Regions from separate parts of the Danio rerio genome. Here region 2 is linked to region 1. A link is a contact called in public HiCAR-type data. All regions are on one chromosome and are shown on one strand. Each heading gives the region's core, a stretch centred on a gene start, on an enhancer-like site or on the middle of the called end of the contact. The rest is flanking DNA. Distances are from core to core; before and after follow the strand shown. Region 1 holds the start of arid3c (AT rich interactive domain 3C (BRIGHT-like)). Region 2 holds the start of pias2 (protein inhibitor of activated STAT, 2).

Region 1 (3,500 bases), core at 880-3,379:
GTCTGTCTATCTATCTATCTATCTATCTATCTATCTATCTATCTATCTATCTATCTGTGTGTCTGTCCGTCTGTCTATGTGCCTGTCTGTCTGTCTGTCTGTCTGTCTATCTATCTGTCTGTCTGTCTGTCTGTCTGTCCGTCTATGTGCCTATCTATCTATCTATCTATCTATCTATCTATCTATCTATCTATCTATCTATTTATTTGTCTTTCTGTCTATGTCTATCTGTCCGTCCATTCATCCATCCATCAATCCATCCATCTATCCATCTAACTGCCTATCTGTGCCTGTCTGCCAGCCATGATTCAGAAGATGCTACGAATGCACCTTTGGCTTCATCACCACATAATAGTTTAAATCCTTAAGAACTGTGGTAATGACTAATGTACTTTTCTGAAATTATATGGAATTCATTTGTAGGTCTGTTCATCGGTTCATATAATTACAAATCTTGGATAATTGCAGGGTGAATGGCAATTATACGTTCTGCAGTCAGAAGGGTGTATTTACAGAAGACCAACACTCATAGTGATATTTATCCATACTATTTAAGTCTGTGTAGATGCTGGTGTAATTCAAAAGATAGATTTTTTTTACTCAGTATGATGAGCAAACATTAATGATAAAACAGTACAATTTAATTTGTTGCCTAAATTGCACATCTTAAAATTAAATCTGGTGTTCTTGTATTTTCAGTGAGCTGTTGCTTACAGTGAATTGTTAATCATTCTGTTTCGCACAATTCCTCAAATAAAAAAGCACAGAAATGGCAACAGATCAGAAGAACAGGAGTAATTCCAGCATTATGGGTGTGACATTTGCAGTAAAGACTCAAAACATACATTCTCTGAGAAAGTCTATGTTTACATTATATTGAGACATCTGTTTATATTTTCCTAAACAATTCACCACAGAGTTGAGGGATCAGAAAAATATCAATCTCTAAAAATTTTTTTGTATTTTAAATGAGGGAAATAAACATGCATTATGGATGTGACTAAAAAAGTTTGCGAGTTATACAACATACTTTGTAGAAATTCTGTGAATTAAACTGCACAGCCCAAAAAAAAAAAAAAACAATGCTTATCAAAAGGATAAGAGTTCACCCTCTACAGAACAAAAATAATTGATTTTATTTTATTTGACATTTTTGCATTTATGAGGAAAAAGCTTCATTATGGATGTGACATCTTTTCGTTATGGATGTGAATTTGCCAATTGTGTGACTTTGGTAAATCAAATATAATAGTTTAAACCCGTTGACAGAGACATGTTTGAGTATTTTAAAAGTCCTGTAAAATACTTTTTTTTACACAAAAATATAGAAAAGATTTCGCTATTTTGATGGAAACTTATTTTTTCATGGCAAGGTTGACATTTCCATGGAATTGCTCACTCAAATACTTTTAATAATAAATGTTAAAAAATGCTGAAAAAAGCTTAATTAATTACATTTCCACAGTCTATATCATCATATATTTATATAGAAACTGTCTTGTCCAGAAACACGTATATAATAAGTAGGCTAAAAATGTAAGCATGCATTTGTTTTGAGGGGCAGATTATTAATTGGATTAAATTTTGCATAGGGTATACAGTAGGCAATAGCCTATACTTTATCATTTGCGTTTTACGCACAAAAAGCTCAAATTAATCTCAGACATATATCTTTCTACATATAAACAATTTGAACTGTTAAGCTTAAGTTTTTGGTCTAAGTTAAAACGAGAACATTGTCAAAACGTTGAGCTTGAAATAAAGTTTAAAGCGGCGCGTTTGAAGAGGAGCGCGCGCAGGAAGCGGCTCAGCTGTATTTCTGTTGGCTGAGTGCAGACCCTGCCCTGATTGCCTTATATCCATGTCTATTGACGTGTAGAGAGCAGATGGAGGCAGAGGGACTGATCTGATCTCTAGTCCTCAGAGGTCATTCTCGCTACAGTTACAGCCACTTGTTGCCAAATCGCTCCGAGAGCGCGAGCGCGTCGCGAAACCGTTTTCGAAAAGAGCGATTTCTTTGCGTTCGCGGCACACTTCTAGATGTTAAGACTGGACTACAACCACTTCTGACTTTGTTTGGGGAAAAAAGGTCACTTTTGAGCACATTCGTCGCATTTGACGGGAGAAGCATGGTTGACAACACAAGCATAGCGACTAAATCTGCACTGGTAAGCACGCGCTTTTGCTCCTTGGGTAGAACTGAGGGAACGTTATGTTTATTGTGTTACATTAGTTTATGTACTGTATTTCATTGTTTAGTGCACTTATCTGCTGTTTTAGCCTAGCGAATGTTGTGTTGGACTACAATGCACACGCTGCCCTTCGACCTACAGCTACAGTAGCAACGCAGCGAATATATATAGGCTACATACATACATGCATACACACACACAACTGTCATATTTCTGTCACTGAATTATTCGAGGTCGGTTCTGAAATGTTAGCTTGCATTTATTTACAGCTTCATTGATGATGACCGCCAGGTAGTTTGTGTAATTGAACTTTTTTGTGGAATCCTTTTCCCTGAGAAATCACTATTCTAGCCCGGAGACAGACCTGCAAAGTTCATTTATCCTTTCAATTGTGATTAAATTATTATTTGATCGGTGTAGGCTAATATTAGAAACAATATTTTAACAGTTCACCAATGTATAATTGCTGCATTACATGTAATACATTGGCGCCGAGCTGGCAGATTAGCTCACTTTTGCCGACTAATTTGTAAGTGATAAAAAAAGCAACAAAAAATAAAATAAAATCAAGTAAACAAAACCGGCAAGTTAGTGACAAATGAATAGATGAAAACAAAGTTATGACAGCTAAGGTTATGGAAATATTTTTATTGACACTCAGTCTTGTGTTTTTCCTTTTCAATCTTTAAATAAGCCACAATTTTTAGGCCTATAGGTTAGTTAACTATTATAATATTAATAGGCCTATTACAATATTAAAAAGACTATTCTCGACTAAAGATTCGACAAGAACTTGATTTGCATTACATATTATGGAAACATTTTAAAGAAAATATTGCTGAACCATAAAATGTATGTAATTGTGTGTGTGTGTGTGTGTGTGTGTGTGTGTGTGTGTGTGTGTGTGTGTGTGTGTGTGTGTGTATACTGCCTAGGCACGTCGATGCTCTCTCAAAATGTCATTTGGCGCCACTAGATTAGCATTAGCTAAACAACAATTAGGCCTATCGAAAATTATTTTTAAACCAATTAATACATATTCTGTTTCTGTTAAACATGTTAAACTACAATAAAGTAGCCTGAAATATTAAGTTTTTATTCTTATTGTACCGCCTGAAGTAGAAATTAACATCGCGCGAGAAACGTCAATACTAGCAAACTAACTTTACCTTGAGTTTTTAGCCTACTGCTTTAGGATGACAGGAGTTCTGGCTAACTTAAAATAAACTTTTGTACTTGGTAAAAGTGCCATTTATTTTTATGACAATTGACACTCTGTACTTCAATGTGAAAAACAATATGTAACAG
Region 2 (3,618 bases), core at 494-2,993, 140 kb after region 1:
ATATTTGAGATGTCATTTTTAATTGACATTTTGTAACGTGTGTTAATTATTAGCCTGTCAAATTTTAATTATTTAAAAAATATTTCCCATGTGTTGTTTAACAGGGAGAGATTTTATTCATTTATGTATTTATTTTTTATTTCAGTAGTAATAAGGGCATATTAATAACTGTTCTAATTTGTAAATGAGAATATGAAATGTAAGCATTGGGTTAAACAGAGGTCTGATCAGGAACGAAAACCCTCAGTCAATAATCTGGTGATGGTAGATTAGCTCTGAGCTCCATCTGCTGGACAACAGACTGTAACTGTCATCCTGAAAAGCTAAATTGGTATGTTCACACTATAAAAACACTTAATCGTGAGACAAAATTCATTACAGTTCCTTAATGGTTCTCAAAGTTTTGGCTCCAAGACTTCATTTACAACATTTGGATGACTTTCAGTTGTTTAACATGTTAATCAGTTAAATGGGGCTTGGTATAGTTATGTATATAGTGTATACAACTATACACTACTATAATCATAAGCTGTATACTAAAACATAATATATATATTTTAGATATTTTTAATGATTTCCAACATCTACAAAGACAACATAAACAGTTGTTAATGTGTGGATTATAAAAAAGTTTTTATTTAACCATTTTAAATTCTCAAGGCTCCCTTAGAGTGACACGGTGGCTCAGTGGTTAGCACTGTCTCCTCACAGCAAGAATGTCGCTGGTTCGAGCCTCAGCTGGGTCAGATGGCAATTCTGTGTGGAGTTTGCATGTTCTCCCCATGTTCGTGTGGTTTTACACTGGGTGCTCTCCTTTCCCCCACTGTCCAAAGACATGCTATAGGTGTATTGAATGAACTAAATTGGCCATAGTGTTTGTGTGGGTGGGAATGTCAGTGTGTATGGGTGTTTCCGCTGTGTAAAACATATGCTGGATAATTTGGCGGTTTATTCCACTGTGGTGACCCTTGATTAATAAAGGGACTAAAAGCCAAGAAGAAAATGAATGAATGAATGAATGAATGAGGCCCCCTTAGAATTTTGCTGCCCCCTGGTGGAACACCACTAGCATAAACTAAATGGTCTCAAACTTAATTCCTGGAGAGCCACAGCTCTGCATAGTTTAGTTTCAACCACCTCCAACTCACACCTCTCTAGTAGTCTTGAATACCTTAATTAGTTGAATAAGCCATGTTTGATTATGGTTGGAGCAAAACTGTGCAGAGCTGCAGGCGACCCTCCAAGAACTGAGTTTGAGACCCATCTATGCTGTACAGCTTTTTTACTTCATCTTATTTGCCTTGGTGCTAAAAGGTTTGTTGGAATCACATTAGAGCTTACATGAGGACATACTCTCAGAAAAACAGTTTCAAAACACATTTCTAGTGGCGAAAGAGAGTACAGGAATCACACAATGCAAGTAAAAACGCTTCCAATATATCTGCGATATTTAGGATTAGATTATTGCAGATAACATTGCCACCCAAAAAGACTAATTAACAAACATAACATTGAACTAAAATGTTTATAAACAATTTGAACTGATTAACAGGATTTTACTTTTCGATGGCTAAATGATCTCCTCCTTGTGGAAAAATAATTATAATTTCGTTCACAGCGAAGGATTCTGTGGTTGATTACTGAATAACGGAAACTATTCCCAAAATATGGGTAAGGGGAAAAGCAAATCAGGGAACCTCAGAAGAAAATAAAAATGCACAAATGAACGACGTGACCCCTTTAACCAGCCTGTGTCACGTGACTCGACATCTCCGGACTAGCCAGGATGAGCGCAGCCAGAAAATGGCGGATATTGAGGAGTTACGGGTAGGCGAAAGTGCAATGATAGCTGGCTACTTCTTTGCGTCTTTCACATGCTGAAGGCATTTTGCAGTTGACGTTATGTTATGCTATTATGCCCGTCCGTTGGCCTTTGATGCGTTAGTTTCTTCATAGTTAAAAGAGAAACGCGACATCCCTCCGTTATTCGGGTTATGGTTAGCCTGTTAGCCACCAACCCGCTACTCGTTTAGCTCTCGAGATGCTACACAAACGTTGAAGATCAGCCTCAAAATGCCACTGCTTTTATTGCCACCATTGACTGCATGAAAACGCTTTATTATAATGCCTAACTGAACTTGACGACTGTTCGCTTCAGGTAAAAAGTTTTTACGTTCTTCACTGCTCGACTTGTTTTGGCTGGTCTTTTGTTAGCTAACGTTAGCGTCCGGCAGCTATTGACATTGTTTACATGTAACTTACACACAGGTGATGCTTGATTTATTAGAAGTGTTTGCAAGGGAGACATATGTTTAATCCAGCGTGTCCAGAGTCTCTTTGTGCGTGTAAATGAAAGTGAACGTGCGTTTTATATCATAATTGCTAAGTTAAACAATGGAAAATATACACACTGAGAATGTTGTTTACAAGCTCTAACTGTAAATAGTTTGCGGCAAACAAAACAAACTTGACTTCTGTTTCATATTTTCCTCAACATAAGCACTTTAGTAGTGTGATGCATACATCACTTTTCTGAAATTGAACGTATTCAGCTCCAACAAACGTTAACCATGCCATAAGAAAGGTATACTGTGTGTACTGGATACGTTAATGTTAGACACTTGCTGTTATATCTGTCATTACATAACTGACTGATTCATGCTGTCCTGTAAAGTGTTCAGAATTGTCCAGATTTGCTGTAAACCAAGTTTCCCGCCAGCAGTTCTGTTGATTTCTCTTGAGATCAACGTGAACATCTGTTTTGTTCTTTGTCATGTTCTCGATGTTCATCTAATGGGTCTTGGAATTATTCTCAACATTTTAGATGCATTTCGGTCATTTGTTAAGGATTATTAAAGAAAAAAGGATTAACACGTAAGAACAATCAAGCATGGACCGTGTAATGAAGGGTCAGTTGAGATTTTCTTATTTCTTTGGGGTTTCTTGAAAGGGTGTTTTTTGGGTGGGCTGTCACCTCACTTCACACATAATTCTTTGTTAATTAATCTGGTTACTAATTAAATGACACTTTTTGGTTTAAAAAAAACTGTCATAACCATTTTCCACAAGCTTATGCCATGTTGATTTTGATGCAAAGGTTTATGTCTTGCTAAAATCTTAAAACAAAAGTTGTAAAAGTACACAAAATGGCATAGAGGGTGGTTATATTTACTAACCTGTGGCAAATGTATTCTTACTAATGTGTGGTGTTTCTTTTTTTTTTTTGTTGCCTTGTCTGGATTTATTTTTCAGAATATGGTATCAAGTTTCCGTGTCTCAGAGCTCCAAGTACTGTTAGGTTTTGCTGGAAGGAATAAGAGCGGTCGCAAGCATGAACTTTTGCTGAGGGCTCTGCATCTACTGAGGAGTGGTTGTAGTTCTGCAGTGCAGATCAAAATCAAAGAACTGTATCGGCGGAGATATCCAAGGACATTTGAAGGTCTTCAAGATTTGGCGGCACTAAAGTCAAGCATTAAATCCTTCATTCATCTGGACAGCGGTGCCACGGCTGTAAGCTCAGATCTTACTCTGCCAACCGACCATTCAGACGTCCTGCAGCAGCGCCGGGAGAGCTGTGATTCACCTGTGTTTCATGAGTCAAAGCCCATGATGAACATG

Evidence for each region. HiCAR-type assays count read pairs that join an accessible place to other places.
Region 2: a HiCAR-type map of caudal fin shows a contact between it and region 1, with 8 times the contacts expected there. The contact joins the promoter of pias2 here to the promoter of arid3c in region 1. A contact is called at or near these places in 7 of 18 Hi-C or Micro-C datasets (caudal fin, embryo, fibroblasts and 2 more) and 3 of 4 datasets of contacts at active chromatin or transcription factors (caudal fin, embryo and gastrula embryo).

What each region holds. Positions count from the first base shown.
Region 1 is chr5:42,229,057-42,232,556 of GRCz12tu, forward strand. It overlaps arid3c (AT rich interactive domain 3C (BRIGHT-like)), which reads left to right and starts at 2,130. Exons shown (of 8, transcript NM_001100039.1): 1 at 2,130-2,168. The coding sequence starts at 2,130.
Region 2 is chr5:42,368,009-42,371,626 of GRCz12tu, forward strand. pias2 (protein inhibitor of activated STAT, 2) reads left to right here and starts at 1,744. Exons shown (of 15, transcript NM_001326481.1): 1 at 1,744-1,827; 2 at 3,253-3,618. The coding sequence starts at 1,804.